2 separate regions of the Mus musculus genome follow, and region 2 is linked to region 1. A link is a contact called in public ChIA-PET data. All regions are on one chromosome and are shown on one strand. The core of a region is the stretch at or near the end of the contact, and the rest is flanking DNA. Distances in the headings are between cores, read along the strand shown.

The links. ChIA-PET counts read pairs in DNA pulled down with a chosen protein or histone mark.
Region 2: a contact with region 1 is called in an RNA polymerase II ChIA-PET map of effector CD8 T cells, with 8 read pairs. The contact joins two enhancer-like sites. A contact is called at or near these places in 3 of 115 datasets of contacts at active chromatin or transcription factors (bone marrow-derived dendritic cells, effector CD8 T cells and large pre-B cells).

The regions. Positions count from the first base shown.
Region 1 is chr10:96,323,696-96,329,220 of GRCm38.p6, reverse strand. The region is part of intron 2 of Gm33782 (a long non-coding RNA gene); the gene reads right to left. Among named protein-coding and RNA genes, the nearest start is that of Gm33782, 17 kb to the right of the region's middle. Within about 2 kb of position 3,755, at least 30 of the 459 cell types and tissues checked have an H3K27ac peak or open chromatin away from gene starts, as enhancers often do. A contact at or near this core is called in effector CD8 T cells, where this site is marked.
Region 2 is chr10:96,785,602-96,791,030 of GRCm38.p6, reverse strand. No RefSeq gene overlaps it. Among named protein-coding and RNA genes, the nearest start is that of Gm33897, 73 kb to the right of the region's middle. Within about 2 kb of position 3,615, at least 51 of the 459 cell types and tissues checked have an H3K27ac peak or open chromatin away from gene starts, as enhancers often do. A contact at or near this core is called in effector CD8 T cells, where this site is marked.

The sequences.
Region 1 (5,525 bases), core at 2,506-5,005:
GAAGTTTTTATTGTACCTTCCTGCTTTCCCCTGGTTCACCCAACCCCCCCCCCCCCAACCCAAACCCCTGGTGGACTTCAAAGAGGTCAGAGGTCAGAAATCCCAGCTGGGAAAGGAAGAGCTGGAGAGGGAAAAGTAAGGGAAGCGCTTAGGGGCCTCCTCAAGGTTTTCACACCTGAGTGGTTACAGAATACTAACAATGAATGGCTGAAGGTCGTATGGCTCAGACCTCACACCAGACTGCTCTCAACCATGGAAACAGGTGTGTTTGGTTTTTGTTTTTGTTATTATTACCTGTGAGTAATCAGAAATGGCACTAGAGACCAAAAGTTCGGGGTTGTTCTGTTTTGGGTTGTTTATTTGTCTGTCTGTGTTTGCTTTATGAGTGGATCCTAGGAGTTCAGTTTCAGTTTGGTGGTGAGAGACGTGACCCAAGAGCCCCTGTGTTTAAATATGTGGTCTGCAGTCAGCATCGCTACTTTAGGAGACTGCAGCACTTTTAGAACTGAAGCCCGATTAGAGGAAGTCCATCCCTGGGCTTGGGCTTTGAGAGTTTATAGCCTTACCTCACTTCCACTTCACACTCTTTGCTTCCTGTAAATGGCTGAGCTGCGATCTCTAAGCTTCCTGTTCCAACCACCATGTCTGCCCCTATGCAACCATAAGCTGTTATAAACTCTTCTTTTTGTAAGATGCTTTGGGTCGTATTTTGTCACAGCAAAAGAAAATGAACAAGTGGTAAATAACTCAAATATCATATCTGTAGGAGCAAAAGCAAGCTGCTCTTTCTAGTTGTAACCTACACAGACTAACTCATAGAGCAAATCAATTTATCTTGACTAGTGTGCTGGCTACTCTGTCAACTTGACACAAGCTACAGTTACCTGAACCTTAATGGAGAAAATGGCTCCATAGGATCCAAATATAAGGCATTTTCTCTATTAATTGATGGGGGAAGGCCCAGCCCATGGTGGACGGTCTTATCCCTGGTCTGGTAGCCCTGGGTTCTTAAGAAAGCAGGCTAAGCCAGCAATGGAGAGCAAACAAGTAAGCAGTGAGAGGTCAAATCTTTTAAGTTCAGACTCCATTTTAGAGAACCTGGCCTAACTCAGGTAAACTAACAGGCTGGTACCAGCATTAGTTTCCTAGTTATCCCCCAACAAAACTCAAGCCTAGCTCCAGTCTCTAGGCTAGTCCCCAACAAGAATAGTGTCTCCAGGTTACAACCTCAACAAGACCAGCATCTCCAGGTTATTCCCCTCAACCTCAACAGATCTGCACCTCCAGATTATGAGACTAATGGCCACCAATACAGAGGCAGACAAAAATTAAGTTTATGATAAGACTCCTAGCACCAGCCAATTATGTAAAGGCTACAGTAGCTTTCCAGTTAGATGCTTGCACACTTACTCCTGGCTTGCTGCTTTGCCCCATAGATATTTGGGGTTCCTCCACCACCAAAACTGTCCTGGGTGATGGTGGTGCATTGGAAGGGTCTGAGCTAGCTCAGATAGAATAAAGACCCTGCTATGAGTTGTATCAGATCAGTTCCATTTGGGGGTTGGGGAGACTAACATTTCCCTAGCAGTATAGCAGCACTCACCCATAGCCTCTGCATCATCTCTTGCCTCGAGGTTCCAGTCTTGTTTGAGTTTCTGTTCTGACTTCCATGATGATGAACAGTAATAATGGAAGTGTAAGCTGAATAAAGCCTTTCCTCCCCAACTTGCTTTTTGATCATGGTGTTTCATTGCAACATTAGACACTCTAAGGTAGATAACATGATTCTGTAGTGTGGATGCAATTTTACAAGAGTGCACTATGGCATCACAGTCATCTTTTAAAATCCTGGTCACTGGAATGTGTTCTGGGTCCTCACGGATACCTTGGGTTTTTACAGTGTAATGCAGGATACCAATACTCCCTATAAAACAGCTTCATGGGCAAAGACAGTATGGAAGAAATTTATTTAATCAAAAAATATGTTTTCTGTAGACCTTCTCAAAGCCTTCAAAAGGATAATCTAAATTGTGGATCCACAAGATGTGATATCAGGCATATTTTCAAACTCATTTGTCCACAGAATATTATTTTCCCTCAAAAGTGTAGGTTTTTACTGAACTCACAACTGTTAACATTTACTATGTACTGGCATGGAAGATACGTGTTAGCTATTAACTTCATCTATTAAATGACTTCTTTCCCTGAAAGAACCTGCAGACTCATGAGTTGCTTATTGCAATCCTATATTCTTAGTTTGGAATTTTCTTCAGAGAGATTTTTTCTATGCCATTCCCCAAATTTTGGGCACTGTGAGACCATTTATTTCACAAACAGACTGAAAAATGATCTGAGGAAGATGTTGACTTTTAATAGAGATGTGTTTTAGATGTGCATGGGTTTGTATGTGTGTTTGTTTGTTTTGTGTTTTGTTTTGTGTTTTCTTTTAGCATTCCCAACTAGAATATTAAAAACAATACTTCTGTTGCTGTTCTCTCTATTCTTCGTCAGTTGTAAATGAGTTATGGAAGCCCTTGATAAAGGTCTGAAGATACCCATCTCTGCTCTCCTTTTCCCTTGGATCTGATACCTCTTCCTAAACCAGACCTCAAATCACCACACTTTTCTCTCTCTTCCTGCTCAGAAAAGATCTGGTATCAGCTGAGTGGATTTGTTTAGACTTCCTGGTAGATATTTTCCAAAGTTCTTTCTATGTTGTTGATTAATGATGAGCTGATTTAGGGCATTGATCTTCTTCATTAGTCTAACATACATGCATTCTAACATACACACGTGTGCACACTCCCTTCAAAACAGGACAAGATCGTGTCTCTTTCTTGGGGGTAAAGGAAGAGATCTATGTTACCTGATAGGAATTCCTCAACCTCAAGGAATACAAGTTCAAAGCTATACTGATCTGGGAGTCCTGTATGTCATCACTGCCCTCTAGACCCAATAAGCAGGTCCATAGTCAGTCATCCTGGAATAAGCAGTAAAACATGCCTTAACCCACAGAACTCTGATTAAAACAGTGGTGTGCTGTAATAATGTCCGGCTTCCTATATAATGAAGTGATTTTTGAGCATGATTGAGTAGTTATGATAATATCAGATGTAAAAATAAGCCTGAGCGTAGATTCATAAATAGTATCTTCTTCTGCACTGGTTACCATAGGGTCAGTAAGAACTTCCATTTCATGGGGACACTGTGGTTGTCCATCCTTTGGGACCCAAAATGTAATCCCTTACTCCACTCCCTCTGTAAGCAGTTGACTTAATTATTCCAAGATTCTCCCCAGCTACTGGATTTTTCTATCCCACTGATGTGGTCCTTAGGTGTGCCCATGTACAAAGCCTAAAATTATAAGCTTGATTATGGCAGAGCAGTTAAGTTCATAACTATTGAACTATTAAAATTGAACTAAGAGAGTATTGGCACATGTCTTCAGTCCCAAAGCTTAGGAGGCAAAGGGATATCTGTTAGTTTAAGGCCAGCAAATGTCAGGCCAGCCAGAGTGCATAATAAGATCCTCAAAAAAGAGTGAGTCAATCTATAAACAGCACTTGAATAGGATGTTAGTCAGCCTTCTCTCACTTTAACCAATGTCTGAGGTAGTCAGCATCTGAAAGAAGAATAATGAGCATCTTGATCCAGTATTGGAGATTCAAGTTCATGACCAATTGTCCATGTTGCTCTGGGGCCTGAGGTGAGGCAGCCAATCACAGTAGACAGGCAACAGGAAAACCACTAACCCCAGTGCTGTGTGTGTAGCTGTTGCTACCCTGCCTATGTTCTGGGAACAGGCCCCACCCAGCTTCCCTTGACTCCACAGAAAAATAACACACACAAATCTGTTGCTCATTTTCAACTTGCCTTTGGACACAATTGCTGGGTGCTACTGTCTCTCGCCTGGAAAAACATGCCCTTATCAATAGTGTTTGTTTGTTTGTTTGTTTGTTTGTTTTGAGACAGGGTTTCTCTGTACAGCCCTGGCTGTCCTGGACTCACTTTGTAGACCAGGCTGGCCTCGAACTCAGAAATCCACCTGCCTCTGCCTCCCAAGTGCTGGGATTAAAGGTGTGCACCACCAAGCCCAGCTCCTTATCAATATTCTTATCTCTGTCCTAAACTTAGTTGCTCAGTTACATCTTGTAGGAGCAGCCTGTATGGTCTCTTCGTTTTGAGATCTCATGTCTGGTCAACTTTAATCCATCAGAAGCCTGGCTAACTCTCCTCCCTTGTGTCTATCTCTCTTCCTCCAGGGACCTGGAATTCCTGCCTATTCCTTCCACCCAGCAATTGACCTATGGCTTCTTTACTGACAGATCAAGAACTAACTGGGGAACAGGACAGCATCAGAGCCACCCCTACACCCCAGTGCTTGAAGACAAAAGGAAGAAGAAGAGAATACGACTGATTTTCCCTCTGGGCAGTCACACCCACACTCACCTACACACTACCTAACACATCTCATCACTATTTCTCTAATTTTGGTTCTTCATTCCAGCCAGGCTTAAAACTTATGGGGGAGACCTCAACCCCACAATCACCCTTCATCAGCCTCCCAAGGGCTGCAATTCTAGGCACATACCATCATACCAGAGTGCGGGACCCAGTTCTTAAATGTTCCATCACTTTCCAACAGCAGCCTGAGAGTGATCAAGTCCCTTAACTGTTGGATTCTGGGAACATTTATGGTATAAAGTATTGGAAGTAGCCTTATGGACCTTGACTCGGTCAATGTATTTTTCAAATATTTTGTCCCCATATAAGACTCGATATTTGGGCCACCGTCATCTAAGAGAATAGTAATAGAATTCAATGTTTGATCCCTATACTTTTACTCTTGTCTTATACAATTTATATCCCACACAGAATAATTAACTTTAAAAACAAAACAGGGTACTTATATTTTGGTCAAAATGTAGTTACACCTCTAATAATTGTCATAATTATAAAAATGAAAGAAAATTACACACATACACACTTTATACAAATGCATGCACATGTGCACACACACATATAAATTTCACATTTTGAACCAGAATACAGTTCTGCGATTCCCTACAATAAAGGAAAATCATGAGGTGATATAAAGGGGTGACCATCCTTGCTATCCCATTTTGCCTGGGGTCCTAGAACATGAGTGCTAAGTACTGGATACGTTCTTTACCTCTAAGCCTGGTGCTCATGACAGTAGGCTGCTTTGGGGAAGCTGGTAGCGAATCATGCAAGGCTTGCCTTTCCAGATGAGTTGAGGAAATGGAGGCAGATGTTTAGAGAAGCCAGGAAGCTAGGATTGAAGAAGTGGATACCAGAATAAAGAAAGCTGAACAAAGAAAGACAAGAGCTCTTCAGATACACAGAAGGGTCCCCTTTAGGCACAGGTTGAGGTCCGATGTGAACATTTATAACAGACAGCTTCTGAGTCCAAGGAGTGAGAGGATAAGAGATGAGTTACAAAACCCTTGGGAAACACACAGAGCTGACATTCATTTATGATCCCAAGGCCAAGAAGGGAAATA
Region 2 (5,429 bases), core at 2,366-4,865, 460 kb before region 1:
AGCAGAGGCGATCAAGCCAGCATCAGAGTCCATAGTGGCAATGGCGAGCATCTCCTTCCAGCAAAACTGACACATAGGAACAACCATAAAGGCAAAGTATGTCTTGCAAAGGCAAGCAGGTCACTACTCATGGGTCACCAAAAAAGGAATTGAACCCTGGGTGTGAAAAGAAGAAACAATTGTGAACAAATAAATTAATCTAAATAAAAGTGACATTTAACATCAAGCTGTAATTATAGAAATTGCTTGTGATCTGAAATACTTTTTCTATAGTTTATTTTTTATGTTTTTTACATTAATAAGAATAAAAAAATAGCAATCAGATATTGTAGAGAGGTGCCATGTTCTAAGCACACCACAAACGTATTTGTATGAATTGTCTCAGTTTTCTTTTTGTAAGAAATGGTGATTACTCCAAGTTTGTTAAATGTAGCAATTGTGGCTTTGAGCAGCGAGTTCTTCCAATGTCCTATTGTAAAAAGATAAGAGTATTTTTCTTTTTTTTAATTAGATATTTTCTTTGTGTGTATTTCAAATATTATCCCCTTTCCTGGTTTCGCCTCTGGAACTCCCCCATCCCCTCCCCCTCCCCCTGTTCCCCAACCCACCCACTCTCATTCCTGGTCCTGGCATTCCCCTATACTGGGGCATAGAACCTTCACAGGACCAAGGGCCTCTCCTCCCATTGATGACCTAAGAGGCCATCCTCTGCTTACATATACAGCTAGAGCCACAAGTTCCACCATGTGTTTTCTGTGATTGGTGGTTTAGTTCCAGGGAGCCCTGGGGGTACTGGTTAACTCATATTGATGTTCTTCCTATGGAGCTGCAAGCCCCTTCAGCTCCTTGGGTACTTTCTCTACCTCCCTTCATTGGGAGTGAGAAGGGTATAGGGGACTTTCGGAGGGCAAACTAGGAAAGGGGATAACATTTGAAATGTAAATAAAGAAAATATCTAACTAAAAAGAAATAGAAAAAAACAAAATAAAATAGCAATAAAAAACTTGTCTGAGGTTAAGAGAGGCAAAGTAAACACCAACCGAGCACAAGTTTCTCCTTTTGGTAAATCAACAAGTTTTTGTAACTAGGGGTTTGTAAAATATGGTTAATGCGCTGCATATCATTAAAATATTCATTTCAAAAATTAAGAGTAATAGATTTATGGATTCTAGGAAAAACTAAAATCCAGTTTCTTCTTCTTCTTCTTTTTTTTTTTTTTGGTTTTTCGAGAAAGGGTTTCTCTGTGTAGCCCTGGCTGTCCTCGAACTCACTCTGTAGACCAGGTTGGCCTCGAACTCAGAAATCCGCCTGCCTCTGCCTCCCAAGTGCTGGGATTAAAGGTGCGTACCACCATGCCAAGCAAAATCCAGTTTCTTAATTTATAAGATGAAGATACAAAATATTTGTTCTGGCCATTCATAGTTGATATGTTAAAGACTGCTAATATGTGTTCTAGTGTGTTTAGAGTTACAAAATATTATACAGCTCAAAATTATCGTAAAAGTAAAATAAAATATGCATGCCAGCCTTTAGAAAGAGAATTTTACCAGCTGCTAATAAATGAAGGGCTTTTACATTCCCTCATTCGATGTTTTAAAATATGGCTTCAGTGAGTAACTTTAATCTATAAAATGTCTTTGTATGATTATTTCTGACCTATCTTACTTCAAAAAAAAACCAGCTAACAAAAGTATATCAGAAATTTAGCATAATAGAGCTCATCTTTTAAAATATATATACACACCTTAAATTTAGTTTCCAAAGGCATGCATCTTCTGAGAAAGCTCCTTGTTAATAATTTCAAATATTACTTCATTTCATGCATCTTCCATCAACAGTCTCATCTTTAAAAATGAATGTAAGAAGCAGGGAAAGTTGCTATTGTCTCTTTTGAAAAATGAAAATGCCTAATTTTCATACTGCTGTGGCACGGTTCAAGCTAATGATGTGCTAATGTGGTATCAGAGTGGTAACTCCTGCAGATCCAATGGCCTCATCAGGAAGCTGACCTCACAATAGTGTTGCTAGCATGTTAGATTTGACTCGATTTCCATAAGTAAATGGAATCTGAGACTCATTGCATGTTAATCACATAGTTTAGTATGTCCCGTATTTATTTTGAATAAGCATTGCATTCTCAAATAAGAATTATGTGCAGGAAGATGGGCCAGAATTTGATGGAGAAACCGGTGGGTACCCACTTCTTTTGGCTCCCGTGATGAATAGAGATTTTGAAGCCTATAGAAAATGAGAGCAGATGTGGGTAATGACATAATTTGTTATTTATGAATGCAGGTTTTCTCTGAAGATTGAGGAATTATCATGAAAACTATTCACTGAACCTCAAAAAAAATCAATAAATATTAATATCAGAATGCAAATGTTTTCACTATCATTTAAAATGTGAAGAGTATTTACCCATTTATGCCTCTGAACAATTCAGAGTGCCCTGAATGCTTATTGACTGTATGTCATTGCATGGTTCAGAGCAGTTCTCTGAACTGCTTAAAACTCTCAGCAAATCAGGAAGAGCACATTCGAAAAAGATAAGGCTGCACATTGTCCTCTTGCCCCTGTCACTCGTGGAAAGCGCCCTGGAGTGCAATCAGGAAACCTGGGCTTCGATATTTAAACACCATGTGACTCCAAGTAGCTTTCTCAAATATGAGCTACATTTTCCAAACCTATTAAATGAGAATAAAGGCACCACCCTCAAAGGGATATTTGAAGATAAACTGACATCAGAACCCACAGTATACATTACTATTTTAAACCCAATTAAGAATTAAGGATCTCCCCCCAAAAGTAGTAATTATCAACAAGATTATCTGAGAGTTCTTTTTTTGGTGGATATGAATTTGATGACATCATCCACATGAAAAGGAAATGGCAGGTCATCCATATATATACATATATATATATAGACATATATATTCAAATATTTCTAGTTATGATAATTATATAATTGTATAGGGTATAACTAAAAATTTCTCTATATACACAACAATTATGGGACATTGATTTAGTCTTTGATACTATGAGTGCTGAACAATTGATTGAGTTACCAGAGTGGTATGAATTTAAGAATGTCTCCCATAGACTCAAGTATTTGAATACTTAGTTTGCAGCTGGTATCAGTGTTGGGGAAGGCTATATAACCCTCTTTAGGGGGAGTCCTTCTGAATGAAGGATATCACTGAGGGTAAGGTTTGAGAGCTCAGAGCCACTTACAGCCTGTTCTCTCTAGTTCATGTTTGGGCTTAAAGATAGGATTTCTCAGCTTCCTGCTTCTGCTGACTGACATGTCTGCCTCTTACTGATAAACCTTCCTACCATGGTCCATTCTTAAACCCCCCGGAACCATAAACCAAAATAAATTCTTCCACAAGTTGTCACAAAAACAAAAACACAAAACCCTAATACAGTCATTAAATTTATTAAACCAGTAAAATTGATAGTTCACATCTGTTACAGTCTTATGAAGATTCATCTGTCCCTTTCTGGAACTGGCGAATAAATCATTGAACAAAAGCTCACCAGCTCAATACACAGTTCAAACAGCATTATACAGGAAACCTTCTCAAGTGTCTTGTAATCACCTGCCTAACGCTCTGTGGTGCCACAGGCAGGCGCAGGAAGTGGTTACAAGTAATCAAGCTCTAACTTTACGACTTTAACCAACTCAGCGGCTCTGTTTGCATGGCTTTCAAACAGCAGCATTTTGCCTAAGATTCCATTCACACAAGAGAATGCAGTGGTTAGTTCTTAACTGTCACCTTGACACAACCTAGAGTCACTGGGGATGTGTCTCAGTGAGGAATTGTCTAAGTGACCTGGGCTTATGGGCATAACCCTGAGGATTGAATTATGTATCAAGGGATAGGAAAATACCCAACCTAAAAGAGAAGCACATCGTTCCCTGAGCATCCATTCTCTCTGTGCTATTGACTGTGGGGGTGACGAGCAGCTTCAAGTTCACACCTTGACTTCCCCAAAACGATGATCTGGGACTTGAAACTTTAAGCTAAATAGACCTTTGCTCCCTTAAGTTGTTCAGACAGAATGTTTTATTCCAACAACAAGAAACAAAATCTAGACAGACAATTTGATTACTATAAAGGCACTTGAATTAATCATGGTTGGTGGTGCATTCTTACAATCCCAACATTCAGGAGGTGGAAGCAAAATAATCACCAGATCAAAACCCCTCAGCTCCAGATTGAGAGCCTTTCTCAGACAACCCAAAGGAGAAACATCTCACCTTGATGATTCCACCTTCGACAGTTCAAAGATGAGGAAGCTGTAGCCCAGAGACCACAGTACCTAAGGTAACAGTCAGCTACTTAATGAAGAGCACCACTAAGTTCTCTAGACTCTTAGTTGTCGTTATTTCTCCCATCATGATAATAATATCCATCTCCCTGTCATGTGCTGCACATCAAACACCAAGCCACACATTCCACCTGTATTTTTTTTTATACGCGGAAAACTCTTTAAGAATTCTACCAGTTTGATGAAGAAGTTCAAGGATGTTAAGCAACTTGAACAAGCCTACATTCGATTTCAGCCTAACACAAAATGTGTTTAAGCTGGAGGTTTCGTGTTGGCCATGAAAACAACAAGCCATCACAAAGCCCGTGAATAACTGAGTGTGTATTATATAATTAGTGGCCAGATTTTGCCATGCTTTTCATGTTCACTTTCTCAGAATTGAGACACAAGGACTATGAACATAGAGAAACCAAGTGAAATCTTTATTTCAGAACTGTTTTCCTCTCTCTGAACTGTAATCACATCTAATTTTATGTTGATTCTATATGTTATTATTGGGATAAGCTTGTGGCTTTTCTACTGTCTGATAGATCATGTTATTAAACACATTCATTTATTTCCTGGCTCAGGTGGTATAATGTGTACTCTGCAGATGAAATCTGTGTGTGTTATTGGGAAGGGGCTTTCCAGGTGACATTTGTGCCTTGCAAGTTTCATGTTCAAATCAATTTTCTTCAAATATAGATAAGCAGGGTGTTTTAGTATAACACCATTGTGGGATTTGGCCTATTTTTATGCAAATTGTAAGTCTGTATCTCAGGTATACAGAGTTTCACGGTTAAAAAATGTATATTCCCTTTCAATAATCTGTCTATAGTATGAAATTATCAAGGATGGATTTATTAGACCCAAAGAAAATAGTAATTCCAATTTGAGGCTTTTTACATAAGTTAAAAGGAATGATATTGTGGTTCCTGCCATTGTTATATTGTTTAAAGTAGAGATGGATAATGGGGTTTAAAGGTATATGGTAAAGAAGAAATACAACACAATAAATAATACATGAGAAGGGAGAATACTGTCGATGAAAGCATATGAAAAGACAGCAATGGGGAGATAGTCTGGGGGTTGGGGAGAAATCAAAATGAATCTAAATT